Regions from separate parts of the Sus scrofa genome. Here region 1 is linked to region 2. Evidence: chromatin contacts called from public HiChIP or PLAC-seq data. All regions are on one chromosome and are shown on one strand. The core of a region is the stretch at or near the end of the contact, and the rest is flanking DNA. Distances in the headings are between cores, read along the strand shown.

Region 1 (6,701 bases), core at 838-3,337, 140 kb after region 2:
TGAGCTAAATCACTATCCAAGGGTCATTTTAACAAGCATTATGCAACACTGAGGCACAATGCCCATATTAAATAAGCAGCAAAACACAACCAAATAAAGGTTTTATTTAAGCCAAATGATAGGTATATGTCCCCAATTCATCCTTCAACAAAAAGGCTTCTTGAGGGCAGAAATTATTTCTTCTTAATCTCTGTATCTTTTGGAGCATTATCTTCAAAAAATTTTGCTCATATATCCCTTAAAATAAAATTGAGGGGAGGGGAAGAAAGGTCTTTCCTTGAATGTTTTTAAGTTGATACTGAAAATTTTTTATCAAAAGTTTAAATCATAGCAAAGACTGTATTTCTCTTTATGGATCAACATAAGCCAATTTAAAACTGACATCTTAAAAAAAAAATACACCACTAATTTAATACATATAATGAAATCTAAACACCTGAGCAATTTGATACCCACCATCCTCCATTTTAAAACTGTAAGAGAAAAATTTTTTTAATTAAAAAAATAAAACTATAAGAGAATCTTAATTTCCTTAATGAAACATTATATTATTTCTTTTTCTCCTTGGAATTATATTTCTATTCTTCTTCGTCCACAATATTTTAATTTCTTTGACCATATTTTGCTGTGACAAAAATATGAGTACTATTTTTTATTTATTTAAATTATTTATTTTGGATTGAGATCCTGTTACTGTTATTAGTAGCTATAACTGGTGAACAATGCAAATATATTAAAAATTGTAATAAGTAACCATAAAAAGTAATTTCCTTTTTTTGGAGATATAGATCTTAATAAGATATATGAAGAAAAGCATATACCTTGATAAAGGGAAGTTTCACACTGGATACCAGCATCTCAACTATCCCTTTGTCGGAACCCTGGACGACTTTTTTTTTAGGGCCGCGCTGTGGCAATATAGAAGTTCCCAGGCTAGGGATTCGATTGGAGCTGGAGCTGCAACTGCTGGCCTACACCACGGCCACAGCAACTTGGGATCTGAGTGGCATCTGCGACCTACACCACAGCTCAAGGCAACACCAGATCCTTAACCCACTGAGCGGGGCCAGGGATCAAATCCAAGTCCAGTCATAAATACTAGTTGGGTTCATTACCACTGAGCCACAATGGGAACTCCCCTGAAGGATCTTATACCTCAGAAGAATGTACAACTATGAGATTCAAGATGAGTGAAAGGTATGGCCTTTTCTTTTGTCAACCGTAAACAGTCAGAACTAAAGGGAGAGTAGGAAAATAGAGTCAGGATTACGCCAGTGTTATCTTCAGAAGAATCAATTTCAAGAAACAGTATAAATGGAGGTTGAGAACTCTCAAAACAATTGAGCCTAGATACCTTCAGACATTTGAAAATCACTGCTCTAAAGCACCCAGCTGGGTTCGTTTATTAGAATTCAATAAAATGACAACCATGCCAGATAGGAAACCATTCTATGTATGTTACATGCCATTAGGTAAGTCTTCCCCTATTTCTTGTACACTTACTTAAATAAGACTAGTCTTATTCAGATATGGCAATATGATTTATTTTTAAAATGTACATATAGCTCAGTCTGCCAAAGAATAATTGATCAAGAGAGCTACCATCTTCGTATACTTCTATACGTATTGTGACTTTTACACCACAAACACAGAGATTATCATTGAGAAAAACTAGGTTTATCATGCAAATATGAAAGAAATAATTATGTCATTGATGAAAATTTTTGACATTTTTATGAAAACCAAATTGACTTACTTTCTTAAATTAATAAAAATACTTTTTAATTCTACAGATATAAATCCTATTTAAACTTTTCTTATATTTCATTATAAGACAGATTTCTCAAGATCTATGAGGCAAGCATCCAAGACAGAATGACAAGAACTTTAGCCTACTGAACTTAACAGGTCAGAACCTTCTTTGTTTAAAATACTTCTTGATTTCTCTCTGTTAATAAATTTGTCTGGAATCTAAGAGGTGGTAATTCCATCCTTATCTGATCTGCTTTTACATCTTCTCTGCCCACTAGGGTTACAGGGCACTGAGTAGCTACCAGGCTTAAGTGTGACAAAGTCACTTCCTTCTCCCACTAATCTTTTGCCTCACTTGGAGCTCAAAATATAAGTAACCTGGGAGTTCCCGTCACGGCTCAGTGGTTAGCAAATCTGACTAGGAACCATGAGGTTGCGGGTTTGATCCCTGGCCTTGCTCAGTGGGTTAAGGATCCCGAGTTGCCGTGAGCTGTGGTGTAGGTCGCAGATGTGGCTCGGATCCCGAGTTGCTATGGCTCTGGTGTAGGCCGGCGGCTACGGCTCCGATTCGACCCCTAGCCTGGGAACCTCCACATGCTGCAAGTGTGGCCCAAGAAATGGCAAAAAGACAAAAAAAAAAAAAAAATATATATATATATATATATATATATATATATAAAAGTAACCTTTATTTTTAATTTATTTATTTATTTATTTTTGTCGTTTTGTCTTTTGTTGTTGTTGCTATTTCTTGGGCCGCTCCCGCGGCATATGGAGGTTCCCAGGCTAGGGGTTGAATCGGAGCTGTAGCCACCGGCCTACGCCAGAGCCACAGCAACTCAGGATCCAAGCCGCGTCTGCAACCTACACCACAGCTCTCGGCAATGCCGGATCGTTAACCCACTGAGCAAGGGCAGGGATCGAACCCGCAACCTCATGGTTCCTAGTCGGATTCATTAACCACTGCGCCACGACAGGAACTCCATAAGTAACCCTTATGCATGTTCCATCACATCAGGCAAAACAGGTACAGCCCCAAACCACAACTCAATTTAATAAGAAGTTAGGAATACATTCTTTTGAGATACAGGTCACATATTACAAAATTCATCCTTTTAAAATATATGATCCAATGGTTTTTAGTATATTCAGAAAATTGTGCAGCTATCATCACTGTCTACTTTCAGAGTATTTTCATCACCCCCCAAAGAAGTTCTATATCTATTAGCAGACACTCTCCATTCCCTCCTCTCTCATCCCCCTGTATCTCCTGGCAATCACTAAACTACCTTCTGTCTCTATAGATTTGCCTATTCTGGACATTTCATATAAGTAGAATCACATAATTCATGGCCTTTTGTGCCTGGCTTCTTTCACTTAGCAAAATGTTTTCGAGCTTCATCCACGTTGTTGTGTTATCAGTACTTCATTACTTTTTATTGGCTGAAATATATTCCATAATATGGAAATACCCCATTTTATCTGTCCACTAATCAGGTGATGGGCATTCGGGTTCTTTCTACTTTTTGCTATTATGAACAATGCTGCTATGAACATTTGTGTACATGTTTTCATGTGAACATATGTTTCAGATTTCTCCAGTATATTCACAGGAGTAGAATTGCTTGGTCATATGGTAACTCTATGTTTAACTATTTAAGAAACTGCCAAATTGTTTTCCAAAGTAGCTATACCTTTTTGTATTCCCACCAGCAATGAATGAGGGTTCCAACTTAGAAAATAAATTTTCTTTTCCAAAATCTCTTTCTTTACAAGCTTTCTGTCTTCTTTAAAAAATGAGCATGAGGAAAATAAACTCTTTTTTCACAATCCATTGTGGGTTTTAACAACTAGCTGATTTTATGAAAACATATTCTCTGTGAAGAATATAAGAATTAAAAGAGAATTTAAATGGTATGGCTATAAAATATTGACCAACACTTTAGAATATTCACATCTAAATGAGTACCATGCCTCATTTAATTACTTAAGGAGATTATAAACCCATTCTATCTTCGGAAACTCCTTTTTTGAAATTACTTTCAAAGCCAGTTCATAAAGGTAGGTAAAATCAGTCTTATGATACCATATAGCCATAACTTTTTCCTGTTAAAAAAACATACTATCCATGTTTGTTTTACAGACATGAGTCCAAATGACTCCTGGCCACTTCCACAAATCCAACATAGCCCTTAAACGGGGGCGGGGGGAGGGAAGGAGGAAGAAAAGAGAAAGAAGAGAAGAAAAGAAAAAAGTTTTTTTCCCTACCACTAAAATATTCTTCAAAATGGAGTTTTAAAAATGGATCTTGTATTATACTACAATTATATAAGATACCATCATTAGGGGAAGCTGGGGAAAAGGCACACGGTACTCTAGGTACTATTCTGCATTTTCTTGTGAGTCTGTAATTATTTTAAAATAAAAAGGTTTTAAAATACAGATATTAAAAGGGGGCAGAATTTCAAAAGAAAAATGGGAAAAGAATGGAAAATACTCCCAGTGGGTAAAAAAGGAAAATATAATTCACATTACGAATCACAACGAGCCCAGCTAAGCCACAAAGTTCATTCGTGGGTACAGTGGAATGAATGTAAGGCAGAAAAGGTAACAGAAGTCAGACTGCAGAACATCCCGAATGTCAGCGTAAAGACTTTGGAACTTACTTTGTATAGAATGGGGTAAACTTGGAGGATATTTTTTTAACGGATGAGAAAAATCAAAACAGGACTTCTGAAGGATTAATAAGGCAGTAATATAAAGGACAGACTAGAGGGAAGGCAGAAAGACCAGTTACTATTGCAATAGCCCAGGCATGGTGAAGTGTCAAGGGCTGGCCATGGAACTGGACCATATGGGACTTAATGACTTAATACTCTGGAATTGTCTATAAGGAGCCCAAATTTAGCATTCACTGTAAGCTCTATATCATGTTTACAATAAAGAAATCTCTTTTCTGAATCACTGAAAGGGAAAGTTAACTTTTCAATCTTCAGCAGGCTTAATAAGAATAAAGTTGAAAAAGCAGAAACAGCTCTGCTCATACCCAACAAAACAAAACAGACTGCATAGAAAGAAGATGGTCTTTCTATAGTCTAGAAGATAGTCTTCTAGTCTTGGACTGTGAGCAAAAAACATTAGAGGTTCTCTTGCACTTTGGGAGAAACTTCCTGCAAAGACCACAGGCTATTAGCTGTATCTGCCTGCTACAGGTAGAAAGATTCATTGGAATATCAAATTTCTAGTCAAACAGCTCACCAAGGTTCTGAACAAACAGTTCTGTACCTCCAATGCCATACTTTCAGAAAGCAATCATTTCCAGAAGATTTAAGATACTCACTGCTGAAATGCAGGAGGATCCAGCGCTTTACTGTGGGCCAAACAGAACAACTGACTGTTTATTGAGGGGCCACTATGTACTAGACACCAGTGACAAAGAGATGACTAAAAGAGAAGCCTTGCTTTCAAAGAAGCCAGTCTAGTGGGAAAAATACACACAAAAAGTAACTAATAAAGGGGTAAATGCTATTGTAGAGGTCTGTAAGAGAATAATAATAATCACAGCTAATGTTTATGAGGTACTTAGCACATACAGGCTCTATTCAAAGCATTTTCCCTGTATTAATTCACTTACTCCTCACAATAAGAGTAAATATTATTTCCTCTTTATAGATTGGAGGCACAGATAGGTTAAACAGTTTTATCCCAGCTCTACAGCTACATTATTAAGCAAGGCAGACTGACTCAGGGATTTTAACTACCTACTATATGGCCTCTTAAAAGGACCAATTAATGTTGCATGGAAAGGCAGTTAAGACTAAAGAAAGGAAAAAGAGTAGATAAACACAGTTGTCAACATGTCCACCCACCACTGTCGAGGAGTTTAGGGTGGAGCTTTCGGTGCTTATTCACAGGGAGTGGTTGGGACGACAGCACCCTAAGCAAAAGGTATGAAGGAGTAGCAGTCACAGGAAAGGGACAGAGTTATTTATGCGAGTTGAGAATGCCTGATGCAGCCTAACCTGCTGACAGTGTAGGACTCACAGGTGCCAGGACCAAGAGACGACAAGGCTGCAAAACTGTAAATCAACTATACTCTAATAAAAAAACTACATTAAAAAAAGGAACAGATGCCTATGAATCAGCAATATGGTTAGAGAGTCAACTAAAGCCTTTGAGATCCTTTCTCTCTTGCTCCTCTTTAAAAGTAACCACCATTCCGGCTGCTATGAGTATAGTTCCCTTTTGTTTGTTTTTAATCCCTATATAAACAGAATAATACAAAAATATTTATTACTAAAAAAGAAAAAGAAAAAAAGAGAAGACTGTGGGGTCGTGGGCCTTGCAGGTTCACTTGTCAGGTAAGAGGGATGCATCTGAGACCTTTACTGACGAGTCATATGAGCAGACCTGCCTTCAATACAGATAAATCTAGATGAAAGGTGGAAGGTGGCCTGGAGGCCAGGAGACCAATTAGGAAGTTACACAACAATTCTGTCATGAAATGATAAGGAGTGGATGAATGCAAACAGATGCTTCTGAAGTAGAATCAGCAGTACCTGATGACTAATTGCAGGTGGTAAATAAGGAAGAGAAGGCAGACCAGAAAAGCCATTCCTCAGGTTCTTATTCTAGGCAGAACAGGGCAAAAGTAAGATCAAATTTTAAGAGAAATAGCAATTACTACTACTACTAATAAAGTAAGTCCTATTATTATCACCCTTTCAAAAATGAAGAAGTTGAGGCTTCAAGAAAATAATTCATTTATTTAAGGCCACAGACATTAAGCATTGAAGCCAGAGAAAGCCATAGAATTCAGAGAGAGTTTTTGGTATCTGGGGGGTATCCAAATGTGGATCTCTAGTAGGCAGCTGACTATCTTTGTATGGACCTCAGGAAAGCTGAGAGTCCAAGAGAAATGGAATTACAATAGCAACACAATTAGACCA
Region 2 (5,926 bases), core at 1,890-4,389:
CATTTAAAAAGTACTTTTTCATTTGCGTCTGGGGGATAAATGTCATAGAAGCAGGACATGCATAAAAGCAGCAGCAAGACTAAGATGCAAGGCCTGCTTTATCCTTGACATGTATTACCACACCTCAGTGGAGCCCCTGTAAATGGCAATATTATCCTGAAAAAGAGTAAGAGATGAGGTGAAGACAGAGGTAAAACAGGAGTATCTATTGCCCTGCTACTATATGATAGGCCTATTAACTCTACATACTTTGTTTAATTGAGTTCTCATAGTGGTAACCCCTACAAAACTGTCAGCCATTTATCGATAAGGAAACTAAAGCCCAGAAAGACTTATTATTATCACCACACAACACTAGGAGCTTTGTGCAGAGCCCAGAGAAAACTCAGGCAAACTCAGGCAGGACCTGATGCCAAAGCCTGAACACTCTGTTCCTAGAGAATCCTGCCCCTGGAGGTGTCAATTCTGCAAAGGAGAGCTACAAAAGATTGTTTAGATGGGCCATTTATACTCTGTCACTCAATTCATGGGAGAACTTAGCATGTCTAATTTCCCGTGAACCCGGTCATAACTGTGTGCCGGCAACCCCCTTACCTGTGGACATAAAAAATGGGATGCGGAACTTTCCACTCAACACCCGGGCCCGAAGATTCTGCAGTGTGCTCCCATCAAATGGCAGGGCTCCACACACCAGCACATAGAGGACAACGCCAAGGCTCTGCATCCCAAACAGAAAGCATATACCATTAATCGTATCAGAGGAAATAAAAGAGGCTATTATGGCATGTGTACAAAGATGACGGTGAATCATGCACGAGATAATGGAACAAACATTTTCTTCTTTTTTTATGAGAAATAATATGGGGCATTGTCAAAGCCCATCTTTAGAATAGTTAGCATTCTTCTTTGCTTCTGGACATTAATTTTGGGTAATGTATCTAGAATTCCTCTCAGTACTCATCCTAGGCAGAAGGCAAGCAGCAACAACAGAAAGAATCTCTGTTCTTGGCCAGGGCAGGCACCCATCCAAGCTTGCCCTTGGGTGTTGGTTTTCTTTTTTCTTCAGATTCAAAGGGGGAGAGGTTGAAATCTGTGGTTCAGTCCATTAAGACAAAGGTTGGAGAACTCTAGACTTGTGTAAAGAATGGTAATCAAGATCTCAATTCTCATGCAACACTACGTGTTGTCCTGAATGAGGACAGCTGTCATCAATCAAGGGTAACACATGCTACAGGGTATAAGAGAAGGCAGGTACACACCCAGATGTCCACTTTGGGCCCATCATATTCCTTTCCTTCAAAGAGTTCGGGTGCAGCATAGGGAGGGCTACCACACCAGGTCTTCAGCAGCTGCCCAGGAGTGAAGAGGTTACTGAAGCCAAAATCTAGAAAGACAAATGGATGTAACTTGTTACCTTTGCCCACTGAATACTGGGTTTTTTTGTTTGTTTGTTTGCTTTTTGGAGCTGAACCTGCAGCATATGGAAGTTCCCAGGTTAGGGGTTGAATTGGAGCTGCAGCTGCTGGCCTACATCACAGCCATGGCAACACGGGATCTGAGCCACATCTGTGACCTCTACCACAGCTCACAGCAACACCTGATCCTTAACCCACTGAGCAAGGCCAGGGATCGAACCCACACCCTCATAGGGATACTAGTTGGGTTCATTTCCACTGAGCCACAACAGGAACTCTTGAATCCTAGTCTCTAACCACTAGAACAGAAGTTCTAGATCATTAGGTTTGAATATAAAACATAAAAAGAGAACCTTTAGAAATTATATAACCAGCCACCTAAAATAACAGTGAAATAGAGATAAAGATGGGCTAGAACGCAAAAGATACATGCATGGTTAACTAAAAGTAAACATAATTGGTTTATGTCAGCAAAACCAGCACTGTTTCCCTTCATGAACCTGGACTGAGTGAGGTGAGTGGTATTTGTTCCTTTAGTAACAAAAATAAAATTGAGTAATGACTGATATCAAGACCACAGCAGATCAGTAAACACATATTAAGTCTACTCCACTGGACCCAGGATTTTCAGAGACTAGAGATATACCGACTTATGACTTCTTATGACTAGAGATATACTGACCTTAAATATTACACAAAGTGGCCTTATTATTAAGGAGGTTTATTCAAAATAAGGAACATGCACTTTATTTACAACTGAACCAAGAACGTTTACATTTTATCTTTAACTCCTTTTGTGCTTCAACTTCCCCCCTTCACTTCTCCCCATGCCACTATCTGAAAAGAAAAGAGATGGGAGATGGAAGCGGGTGTGTTTTGGGGAGGCATACTGAGAAAACAAGCAAGAGCAGCCAAAGGACAGGGGCTCACTGACTTATACTTTTATGCACATAAATATTTATATTTATGCACAGGTATGACAGGCTGGAACTCCCTCCGGGCCCGGGCCCATCTGTGCCCACACTCCCAGCACCTGAGGACGCCACCTCTCTACTCTCGGAAACTACCCTCCCTTTCCTAGTTTTACTCTCTTTGACACTTCTGCCTCCTTTGGCCTTTGCTTTTCTTCCTACCTTCTCCAGAAGGTGTTTTCTAGTGAGGCTTGTGCTGATTTTGACTATTGCTCCTTGCCCTGGTTTGTTTGGTTATCACTCACCAAATTTATGCCTCTGGCCCTGGCACCATTCTTAAGTTCCTGACGTGAACTTCCAATACCTACCTGGGAAGAAACATCTTAAACTCGCCATTTTCCAAAATCAAATCTGCTCTTTCAGCGATGTTCCCAGGCTCATTAACGGCATCACTATCCCATCACTAGGCTCACTAGAGTCCTGGCTCCCCTCTACCTCTCATTTCCACTTCAAACTGGCGATACAACTTCTGCTGCTTCTACCCTGTGTGTCTGGACCCCAGCTCCTCCTTTCCATTTCCATTCCCACCATCTCAGTTCATACTCTTTTTATCTCTGACCCAGAGTGTTGCTCTTGGCTTGCTACCTCCTCCTCCTTCATTTCCCTCTAAGTCATTCACACAGCACAGTGACACAAACAGCACTGCGCCGCCTCCTTGCTCAAAGACATTGGGTGGCTCCCCTCTACTTACAAAAGAGTCTAGCTCTCTCATAATTGTCATTTAAGGTCCTTCACAACCCAGCTCCACCCTCTTTCCAACCCATCCCTGGCTATTCCAGCATCACCAGACGATTCACATCCTGTGTTTATGTGCCTCTCTTATGCTATTTCCTCTTTGCCCTTTCCTTTCCTTTCCATATTTGAAATATCACTCATTTTCAAGGCCCCGTCAAATATTACTTCCTGTATGAAGCCTTAACTGACTTCCACCACAAAATACCATGTCAGTGGCTTCTTCCTCTATGCTTCCATTGCCCCCTGTTTGTACCTCTACAGCCCAATTACAACTCTGTCTCATATTATACTGAGTTGTATTATGTGTTTATATCCTAAACTAGTTGGTAAATGGGAAGGATATTGTTTTATTTCTTAGTCTCCACACAGTGTGTTCATACATAGCAGGGACTCAAGAAAGGGTCACAAAGTTAAACTGCAATAAAAATGCAATAAAATCACTGGGCCAAACCTCTTGTCACCTCCTGGCCACTGAAGCATTTTCATACTGACTGGCAGCTGGCCAGCTACTAGAGCCACTACCTCCCAGCCAGCCCTCCTAAGGTTTTAAAACACTTAATGATCAGGAGGGGGTTAAAGGTCAGGGCCACCATTAGAATCATTACAGCTACTTCAATGAGAAATCAAACACTCATTTATCAATGCAAAATAAATGCCTCTTCTGTCAAGTCGTCCCGGATCTCCTATGAGAAATGTCCTCTACCTTCTCTGCACTTCCTTATTTGAATTCTTCCTTTATTTTGGTTATTTTTGTATATAAACATCCTACTCTTCTAACTCCTTAAGAACATCCTGTCTCTCCGGGTAGAGATCTACCTCCTCTTGGTCCAGCTCTTTAAAAAAACCTTTTTCATCTCTGACTCTCACATTACCCAGCATATTGTTTAAACACAGTAGGTACTTAGCAAATGTGGACTATGAATGCAACTGCAATTAAAGCCCTGCCAATGAACCTACAGCTTTTGAAACCCAATAAATTTATACACTGAAGTCTACATGCACACTAAAACATGTTTTTCTTAAGAGATTGGAGACAGGTTGCCAAAAATGTCAATGAATGAGATTTAACAGAACATATATCTTTGGGAAAACATCTTTTCATTGATTAGCAAAGACCTCCCCCAAGTCCTTTTCCAGGACTGCCCTTCCTCTGCACATTGAGGAAGAGACTTGCTGGTAGAGTTTGTAATAACTCTGACATTAGTATGATTGGATAGCAAAGTGAAGAGTGAGTTATTCTGGGGTATTCTGATTTGGTGGGGTTTTTTTGTTTGCTTGTTTGTTTGTTTTGTCTTTCTAAGGCCGTACCAGAGGCATATGGAGGTTCCCAGACTAGGAGCTGAATTGGAGCTGGAGCTGCCAACCTACACCACAGCTCACGGCAACGCCAGACCCTTAACCCACTGAGCAAGGCCAGGGATCGAACCCACTTCCTCATGGTGACCAGTCGGGTTCGTTAACCACTGAGCCATGACGGGAACTCCCTCTGTTTTGTTTTTGAATGGAGAATGCAACAGGGCAAGCAATGAATTAAAACCACTTGGTTTTAAAGCTTCCTAATGAACAGCCTAAAGTATATAAGAAATTTCTCATTTTGAACTATAAATGCTCTATCCATAATTAGTAACCTTTCTACCCTTTACTCTGCCAGGGAGGAGAAGGCAGACTTAATTGAACAAGCTTGTTTATTTTATCTCCCAAGCAGGAAATCTTTACAAGGGAAACAATTTCAAAGGGAACCATCTTCAACGATGGCTACAGGCCTGGATTGCTATTAGGTGTTTATATGAGAAATGAGTGTGCAGAAATGAGTGACGAGATCAGGTCCTGACGTCTAGAGAGGGCCACATGGGGGAAGCACCTGCTCCCACAGCATGTTACAGCCAAACAGCTGGCTTCAATGGCCAGACTCCTTTACTGGTTTCAGGAAGTAGTAAGGGAATACTGCTGGGAAGTGGAGGCATGACAGGGTAGGTGGGAAACAGATAAGAAAGACACGGATAAGATTTACTAAGATTTTTGTTGGTTTTACTTATTTACACATATAGACAATTTTAAAAACTGCAAGATGACTCAACTTGGAAGAGAACATTCTCATGAAAAATTTAAAGAGGTGGTTAAGAAAAAATGAAGGATTCTTGTTGGCTTAGGCAGAAATGTCAAAGAAGCACGGAAAAAAAAAACAACTTTTAGACTTACATCTGACTTTGAACCTAGAAAAATGTATTTCCGTTTTAATGGAATAGACCTATTCATTTAATTTTGGGTTAGTAGCTGTTCTTAATCACACTGTCCTTCAGTCTTTACTAAAGCTTCTTATTTTAATGTCTCTGTCTCTAAATAAGTTTCTCCATTTCCAGCACTCATGTATTTAACATATGTTAAATAGTTCACATCATTAAAAGTATTAGTGTTATACTAATAAAATAACCGTTTCTTAATAGCTCATATTAAGAGACAAAGACAGCATACATTATGTTATTGTTGGAATATGTACACCCAAAATTCACATATTGACATCCTGGTCTCCAATAGGATGGTATTAGGAGGTGGGACCTTTGGGAGTCAAATGGGTCATTAGGTAGAGCTCTCATAAACAGGATTAGTGCCTGTAAATGAGGGGGACAGAGAGAGCTCTAGTCCCTGGCACCATGTGAGGACACACTGAGCAGGCACTAACTAGGAACCAGGAAAAGGGCCAAGAGCAGAAGGCCACCAGGAATGGAGCCCTGAGCTTGGACCTTCCAGGCTCCAGAAACATGAGCAATGAGTTTCTGTTGCTCATAAGCCACCCAGTCTGTGGTA

Evidence for each region. HiChIP or PLAC-seq counts read pairs in DNA pulled down with a chosen protein or histone mark.
Region 1: a contact with region 2 is called in an H3K27ac HiChIP or PLAC-seq map of alveolar macrophages. The contact joins two enhancer-like sites. A contact is called at or near these places in 2 of 2 datasets of contacts at active chromatin or transcription factors (alveolar macrophages and skeletal muscle).

What each region holds. Positions count from the first base shown.
Region 1 is chr9:44,419,209-44,425,909 of Sscrofa11.1, forward strand. The region is part of intron 1 of SIK3 (serine/threonine-protein kinase SIK3); the gene reads right to left. Among named protein-coding and RNA genes, the nearest start is that of SIK3, 49 kb to the right of the region's middle. Within about 2 kb of position 2,088, at least 1 of the 83 cell types and tissues checked has an H3K27ac peak or open chromatin away from gene starts, as enhancers often do. A contact at or near this core is called in alveolar macrophages, where this site is marked.
Region 2 is chr9:44,277,677-44,283,602 of Sscrofa11.1, forward strand. It overlaps SIK3 (serine/threonine-protein kinase SIK3), which reads right to left. Exons shown (of 25, transcript XM_021062877.1): 6 at 1,260-1,384; 7 at 595-718. Among named protein-coding and RNA genes, the nearest start is that of APOA1, 62 kb to the left of the region's middle. Within about 2 kb of position 3,140, at least 11 of the 83 cell types and tissues checked have an H3K27ac peak or open chromatin away from gene starts, as enhancers often do. A contact at or near this core is called in alveolar macrophages, where this site is marked.